Linked DNA regions of Mus musculus: region 1 is linked to region 2. Evidence: chromatin contacts called from public Hi-C data. All regions are on one chromosome and are shown on one strand. Each heading gives the region's core, a stretch centred on a gene start, on an enhancer-like site or on the middle of the called end of the contact. The rest is flanking DNA. Distances are from core to core; before and after follow the strand shown.

Region 1 (3,780 bases), core at 11-2,510, 110 kb before region 2:
GACATAAGATATATGTCTATACTTTTAGAATTCTAGAAAAGAAAAATAAAACTCCAAAGAATTTTATCCTTTATAGGTCTGCTTTTGGTATCTGGGTAACAAGAAACGAGTTTTACAAAATAAGTGAATTATTTGATCACACATTAAGATAAAGAGAATGTTTAAAAACTGTTTGAAAAAAATCACTGCAAGCCTGTTATTGTTAAAGTAATTAGGTTTCCACAAATTAAGAGCGAAACAATATTCACTTCAAAATAAGGACTTTAAAAAGAAATGGTATATTTTGTAAAGTTGAGTAAAATGTATGGCACTTTTACAGGTACTTGTAATATATCTAATAACTTATGATTTTACCTTTAATTCTGTGTGTTTGCCTTGCTGTGTAGACCAGGGTGGTCTGGAACTTGTGGCAATCCTGTCTTCTGTTTCCTGAAGGCAGGAATTATAGGTGCGCAATCCCACAGCTGGCACTATTTACTACTTTAAGGTAAGTTTCTATAACATTGTCCCAGCTCTGTTCTATGACACAGAAAAGGACTGATTCACATAAAAAAATTAAAAATAATAGTATATTTATGATGGGAGAAAATGATTTCAAAGAATAACAGCAAGATGTAAATATGAAACTATAAGAGAGTATACGTAAGGTCTTATTTGTAGTTAAAAAGTTGGAAAAATTAAAATGTGTGTTGATTCAGCATCCATACTGCTGATCACAAAAATCTTGAGTGGGTTCTACCAAACATAAGGGATTTGCACTTGTTTTAGCATAGCAACACATAAAAATGAAGAAAACAAGCCACAGAAAGAAAACAAACACATGAAACAAACAAGCAAACAAAGAACAGAGCTTTGCAGGTAAATTTCTTCTCAACTAACAATCTGGATTTTTGTGGATTATACATGTAAAATGTTCTGCATGACGCAGGGTCTCGATGGCTTTGTGGACTTTCCATAAATCATGACCATTTCCATGTCTCACAGGTCAGAGTGTCTGATTCAATGTGTGCTGTGATAATTTCCTTTGATTCTAATAGACTAACAGTTCATTATTGCAAAGCAGTGCCGAAGCATGGGCTATGGGATCTCAATTGTCTACCACCTTGCAGTAATTGCCTTCTGGACACAAGGCACCCTGGGATGCACTTGTGGACACTTAGCTATTTCTACTAGCTTCATTAAAGGAAGACAATGGTGACTTTGTTACAATTGGCACCTGCAATATTTCACAGGACATAAGAGCCTTACCTTGCCAACTCAGCAGCTACTGTGATTCACACTAGACCAGGAAGTCAACTCCAGGCAAATTTGTAAGACGAATATGCTGTTATGATTAAGAAAAAGGAATTATTCTTTAACATCCTGCCAGAATCTTCCGAGGACAATTAGTAGTCTGTTTTCTGATTTCCTTGTGGTCAAAGCAGTGCTGTATTAAAGCGTGCAATGATTATTTGATGTTGTAATATAATGGTTAAGAGTTTTATAATATGCTAATATAAAATGTCCATGCTAGCATAATACACTTAGAAAAATATTTGTGTGCCATACCTTTGGATTAGTTAAAATGTCAGATGGCTAGCTTAGTGACTAGGCTTTTAGGCACTTTGGTCAGTAATTCTGACTTAATAGAATACCTGAAACATATCTTCAGTGGATCTGCTTCCCGACCGTTAAATTTTATTCATATATATTTATTTTGAAAATGACTTTGCACTACAGAAAATGATGAGCTGTTTTAAACTATACAACATTCCAGTCCAGAGAGAGGGTCAGACTTTTTTTTTTTTTTCCCTAGTGGAACCTGGACTTAGAAGGGATTGCTAATTGCTCTCAAAATTCTAGGGATCTCTTAGAATTTGAAAACAATTAAAAAGTTTTTTTACTTGCTTAGTTACCAGAAGCAAATGAAAATGCCTTCATGTTTCAAAGCCTTCTCTCAGAGTCATGATGCAGTTATTGCCTGATTCCTGGGCTATAGTGAAATAGAAGGTGCTTTTACCAATTGCCGGGTGGTGATCAGAGAGACCAGAAACAACATGACATATATAAAGAGAAAAAGTGCTTCTAGCTCCTGACTTATTACCACCTCTTACCCCTCTGGAGCTAGAAAGGAAATGCTAATGCTTAATTTATTTTTAAATTTTGTGTTATTCTACACGGGGTCCTGTCCTAAATCCTTTCAAACTTTTAGCATACCACATTAAACATTAAACAACAACAATAACAACAAAATTAACGAGTTTTGTGTTTTGAAACCGTGAAAATCCAGTGTATAATCTAAGCAATGAGAAGGACATTGGAGATTCTGAGATTACCTGCCCATTGTCCCTATCCTGAGAGCTGCTCATAGGGTACAGCTGATAAGAAACCACAACACCAACCTATAAGCCATCCTTGCTGTGAGCACACAGACTTTAACTCAACAAGCAGGAGAAAGGGAGCCACCGAATGCCTCTGTGGTGGGCTGAGATAGATGTCAGTTTTGTATTAGAGTTCTGTTGAGCAGAAACCCTTCTGTTTATTCAAGGTCAGGAATTTAATGCACGGAATTGGATACAAAGAGGCCAACCAGATGTTAGTATGTCAACTCAGAGGTGAACAATAGCAGGAAATCATTACCAAACCTGGACTGGACAGAGAGTGCGAGAGGAGCAGATTCCAGCAGGCAAGCTCAGGCTGTGACAGGCATAACCAGGGTAAGCAGATACAGTGGAGAAGTAGGAGGGAAAAGAGAAACAAGCCGCATTCTGGAGTGTTTGCAACATGGAGTAGAATGCACAAGGCAGAGCATTGAAGGGGAACAGTTCCAGAAATAATGTGGCTTCCTGGTGACTATCACCACCAGCCTTCTGATTTCATGTTTCTAACTGCAAGGCTCCCCTATTAATTTTGGAATGTGGTTATTTGTAAATGTTAAAGAAGGCATGTGTGTGTCAAGGAGAGTATTTGAAGAAGTGTCAGTGAATTGAGAGAGAAAGTAGTTTATAATTACAAGTACCCAAGGAAGTCAAAACCAAGAGGCAGATATAGGACATAAGTTGAAAACTGAAAGAGCTGAGGGCATAAAATAGCTTAGTGACTTTTGTAAAATATTCACCAGTTAACATTATTAACTTTCTTAGTCTCATAGATTTTAGGGGTAACACCATGGAAATATACGGTGTGTGTGTGTATGTGTGTGTGTGCTCGAGAGTGTGCAATGCTGCTCACAAAAGAATGGCATTTCTACAAAAATGTGCAGTCAACTTGCTGACCGACTTCAGTTAATTTATACTGGGATTTAACCTAGTCACAAAACAAGTTGGGCCATTCACCTAGTCATTTTCATGAGCAAACTACAATTGCTCAGTAGCCCTAAGGAGACAGTGCTAGTTTGGTGTCCAGAAGCATGGATCAACTCTTGCACTATTCGTATAGCTCAGTCTTAGTAAGAATGGGTCAGTCCACGACAGCACAGGCCTCAGGTTCCTGAGTGATACCTTGAGGGAAATGTGAATAAAAGTGGAGAACTCAGGAAATAGTAAAAAATATGCTGCCGTGAAAATGGTGGGAGGAGATGGTGGGAGTGGTGAACAGGAAGACACTTAAGAGATGGTACAAGTGTAGACAGGAAGTGTAAAGATTAGTCATGGTATCATTTCTTCCTTGGAATGCTGAGGGAATTGTGGTCTATTTTCCCGGGTAGTAACTCCAGAAGAAGGGACAGGTCAGACAGAAAGAAGCCAGCTTATCAAATTGGAGATGATTATTATGGAAAACTGGCTCTGTATTTCAGTGGAG
Region 2 (4,178 bases), core at 228-2,727:
CTGTAAAACATACCTGGATGTGTTGGGGAGTGGATGCTGAAATGAAGACAAGGAGCTTGCTTTAGCAAGGATCAAAAGTGTGTGAAAGTGTGCACATGCAAACGAGGTCCCCACCCCAGGAAAGTCACCCTGGAATGGAAATGACAAAGCATGGAACACACACTATCAATTATTTTCACTAAGCACTTAAGATATAGAAAACAAAATCTGCTTTGGGAATTGACTGAATGTTTTATTTAGCTTTTTTATTGAGACATTCTTTGAAAAATGGCATGATGTAAATAGTTTTACAAAGCAACAGTATGATCAATCTCTAAACTAGAATATAAATCTAAGCTTTCATTAACTGCTGGTAGCCAGTTTAAATTGTGGTCTTGTCCATAGTGCCTATCTATCTATGTATGTCCAAGTTATATTAAAAACCTTTAAATGGCTTTGTAATATCAGCCACATCTAGCTATTATAATAATTAATGGTACTATTTTATAAATCAATACATGTATTCTTGATAAATTCATATCCAGATAATGGTGTAATTTAAATAAAAAATTAATGTAATAAAAGACACACAGAAATGGGCAGGAAATCTTTAAAGGTTAAGAGCCAAATTTGTCTAAATTCATTTGTAACCTGTTTTGGAAAAGTTTATATTTAAAATCAGTAGAGTTTTTACCTTGTTTCTGTAGAATGAACCTTGCTATTTCTAGGGTGGTATCTAGAACTGAATTTGTAATATATTTTCTGTTTAAGCAATTAAGTTTTAAGCACAGTTGGAATATGACAAATATCTTCCTGTTATTTTCTGTTTTGTGATTGTTAAATATTCTTCAGAAAAATAGAACGAAACAAATTGTAAGCCTTAGCCAGTTATTTATTTCTTTAATACACAAAATGAATGTAAATGTCTTTTAACAATATAAATGAACTGTCTGGAAAGCCCCAGAGCTATACACACAGTTTATTTAAGGGGCGAAGGACTGATCAGTTTGGTGAATTTCAGTGTGTGTGAGCTCTGCATTTTCTCTGCTTTCTCTTGGAATGAATGTCTCAAGGATTTTAGAAAGAAACAGAAAGTGCTTGGGAGAGACCGAAATGCATTTCTACACAGCACATGGGTAAAGAAACATGCCAGAGTAGAAGAATACATTATTGTTTAATCTAACAGATGCACATGGAAGAGATATTAAAGAATGACTACATTTAAAACAAACAACAGGAGGTAGTAAACTGTCAAATATAGCACCAAATCTTTCACAGTGTGCAGAGCGAGCACCTCACAAAAGCATAGCTTTCAGGATCCCTCTGTCCCGGCTGCCCTGCCATCCTCTCTGGGCAAGCAGCAGAAACCAGCCTGTAATCCACTGAGTGCTTTCTGACATTTTTTTTTCTTAACATTTCTCAGCTTTATCTAGAGGAGCAAAAGGGACATGTGCAGTTGCCTTTGACACTGATGGGTGTTTTAAAATGGAAGGGGGCGGGGGAGGAGCCTCAGCCAGTCACTTCATCCACATGCTACACGAACAATTGATATTTGCGGAAAGTTTACATTTCCAATGAAGCTGCCTTTTGAGGAATTCGTCTTAAGAAAGCTGCTATTTGACAGAGGGAAAGGAGACTATTCGGTGGTGATTACATGTTACTGTGCGCTCAGGTCCAAGTATTTAAAATGTATTGTGTTTTTCAAGGGAACCTGCAGCAAAATCACTCCTAAGAGGCTTAATTTAGGTTTTATAGGAGGAGCATAAAAAAGACTGGGTTATAGCAACATGCTGAAATATGGGGTACATTTTAAATATCTTCATTTAAAAACGTATGTTTATTTTCCCTCCTGGGATCACTAAGGGTAGGTCTCAACAGAAAGCAAGGGCATGTGACATTCTTAAAAAATTGTATCGTGAAAGGATCACATTCCAGGGTAGGTTTGGGCATTTTTATTAGCCCAGATAACCTCTTAATTATGTCACTGCCTCCACTTGTTAATCAGAGACATTCAGCACAGTTAACCACACAGTCAGTACCTTTAGGAGCCTCCGTTCTTACTAAAGATCAGAAGCACATTTTATTCCTGTCATTGTATTATTGCATATATGATTAGCACTGCTCCAATCCGCTCTGCTTGCTTTAAATACATACCCCCTACGAAAGTGTTGAGCTGCTTCCCAGTGTCATCACTTCAAGCTGTGCAACCCCCATAAAGCTTGAAGGAACAGATCACATTCCCTCTCTCTGCCCATGCCCCTCACAGTTCCTATTCGGATCAATTTGAGATTTCTTCTGCAGCCGCCAGGGCTGAGAGCAAGGTGTAAGTGGAGTAAATAAAATCACCGTTGCTTTATCAACCCTCCCAGGTAGTTTTTCTGCCAGCCAGCCTGCGCTGTTAAGACCCATAAAGTTATGCAATAGCAACGACTTCCTCCAAGGTTCTCTAATCAGATAATGGCTGATGTAGGAAGAGAAGAGCCCAAGGCGGTGTGGCTGGCACTTAACACTGCGGTTGGTCATTACTTGTCTCGTAGAGACCAATAAACAACTGATTACTATCCTCTAAGAAGCCAATATTCAACATCCGCCCCATTCCCTTTTCTCCTTTTCTTCTGGACTTCATTTTGCAGTAAGTATTTGTCAAAAAGATCAATGAAAAATAGCCTCCTAGGTACCTTAAAAATAAGAATTTTGCTAGCTTGTAACATTGCCTTTTTTGGAAAAGTGAGAATGATTCTTTCTTTCTTTCTTTCTTTCTTTCTTTCTTTCTTTCTTTCTTTCTTTCTTTCTTTCTTTCTTTCTTTCTTTCTTTCTTTCTTTCTTCCCCAAGAACAAAGCTTACAATCCATTTGTTTCAGCCATGGACACACCCAGACTTCACCCCCCTCCTCCTCTAACCCCTTCCTCTCTGATGACAGGCTCACCTCACCCACTGCAACCAAGAGGGTTTAAAATGCAAATATTTATATTTGAGCTCAGGCAATAACAGAGCTATTTTGCTTCCTCCATAAGTCTGTGATAATTGATGCCTCATATGTGGGTCTGTGTTTCATTTATCTCCTTACATACGAAGATAGTATATAAATACAAGATAATTTACAGAAAGAAACTGGTCATTTGAGATAATAATCCTAAATTTGACTGTTTGACTCCATTATATTTCAAAGCTGCAAGAGTCAGCAATGCAAAATTCTTAACTTTTAAAGAAAACTTGACTGCAGCTGGAAAATTCTTACATTTCACAAAGCTTTCTGAACCTGGATGCTGCGCAGACCAACACTGAGTAAGAGAGATGAGGATGGAACTCAAGAGAAAAATACGGAATTCTACATATTTTCACATATTTGAAATCAATGCACTCGACCACATATTTAGAATTCTTGTTAGAATTTTGCCTTAATATTTGAAATTAATTTCGTACTAGCCAATGCAAACTACGGAATGGCAAGTCTTACAATCTTGTCTGTCCTTGTCTGGCATCCATCCTCCTTCCAGAGTGAACAGAGGTATATCCATAAGCACCGGACACTGATTTCACAGCCTCATCCAAAGCCAGGCAATTCTTGAGGCAAACAAACAAAGGGGTGTGAGTGATTTCATTTATTTTGATAATCCTCTGTCTGCACAGGGGCACTTTGCTGTCTTTGTCAAAGTGAATGACAACAATTTGGCCAACTCTCTCTGAGCTGCACTCAACAGTGACAGGCAAATTATCAGAGGCCCTGCACTTCTTATTATCAGAGGAGAAGCCATCAGGGGGACGCAGGGAGGATGCCTCTCCCTTGTCACTATTTGTCAGTGGGACAAGGGCCACTGCTATGGGTAGCTGACAGGTAATTTCAACAATAACAATTACTCCTATTACTGGCGTCATAAACAATTCGTCCAAGGCATGACAATAGCAAAGCTTTATAATTCAATGCCATATAAATAAATGCCAGCAGGTAACAAGTAATTTAGCTCCAATCAAGCTTTCACCCTGGCATTAATATTGTTATTGCAAGAAAATGGAAAATTGAAAAAATTCAATATGTTAATGAATTAAGATTGGTTCAAGGGCTACAGAAGGGAAGTTGAAAAGGGAAGCCCAAATTATTATCATGTCATATTTGGTGGCAACCTGGGGCCAAACAGCAGTATAATGACTTTGAGACTCGAAGGGGAGTCTGGGGTGCTAGTTTAGATTTAAGCTTGAG

Evidence for each region. Hi-C and Micro-C count contacts between places; a contact is called where the count stands out from the background.
Region 1: a Hi-C map of cerebellum shows a contact between it and region 2, with 4 times the contacts expected there. The contact joins two enhancer-like sites. A contact is called at or near these places in 29 of 484 Hi-C or Micro-C datasets (LSK cells, Sertoli cells, brain and 16 more), 9 of 115 datasets of contacts at active chromatin or transcription factors (craniofacial prominence, differentiating embryonic stem cells, embryonic basal ganglia and 6 more) and 1 of 9 other capture datasets (embryonic tail).

What each region holds. Positions count from the first base shown.
Region 1 is chr11:18,865,256-18,869,035 of GRCm38.p6, reverse strand. It overlaps 8430419K02Rik (a long non-coding RNA gene), which reads left to right. Exons shown (of 4, transcript XR_003949854.1): 2 at 387-487. Among named protein-coding and RNA genes, the nearest start is that of 8430419K02Rik, 10 kb to the left of the region's middle. Within about 2 kb of position 1,260, at least 13 of the 459 cell types and tissues checked have an H3K27ac peak or open chromatin away from gene starts, as enhancers often do. A contact at or near this core is called in cerebellum, where this site is marked.
Region 2 is chr11:18,752,175-18,756,352 of GRCm38.p6, reverse strand. The region is part of intron 1 of Gm31674 (a long non-coding RNA gene); the gene reads right to left. It overlaps Gm28401 (a long non-coding RNA gene), which reads left to right. Exons shown (of 2, transcript XR_872259.2): 2 at 1-856. Among named protein-coding and RNA genes, the nearest start is that of Gm31674, 6.2 kb to the right of the region's middle. Within about 2 kb of position 1,477, at least 20 of the 459 cell types and tissues checked have an H3K27ac peak or open chromatin away from gene starts, as enhancers often do. A contact at or near this core is called in cerebellum, where this site is marked.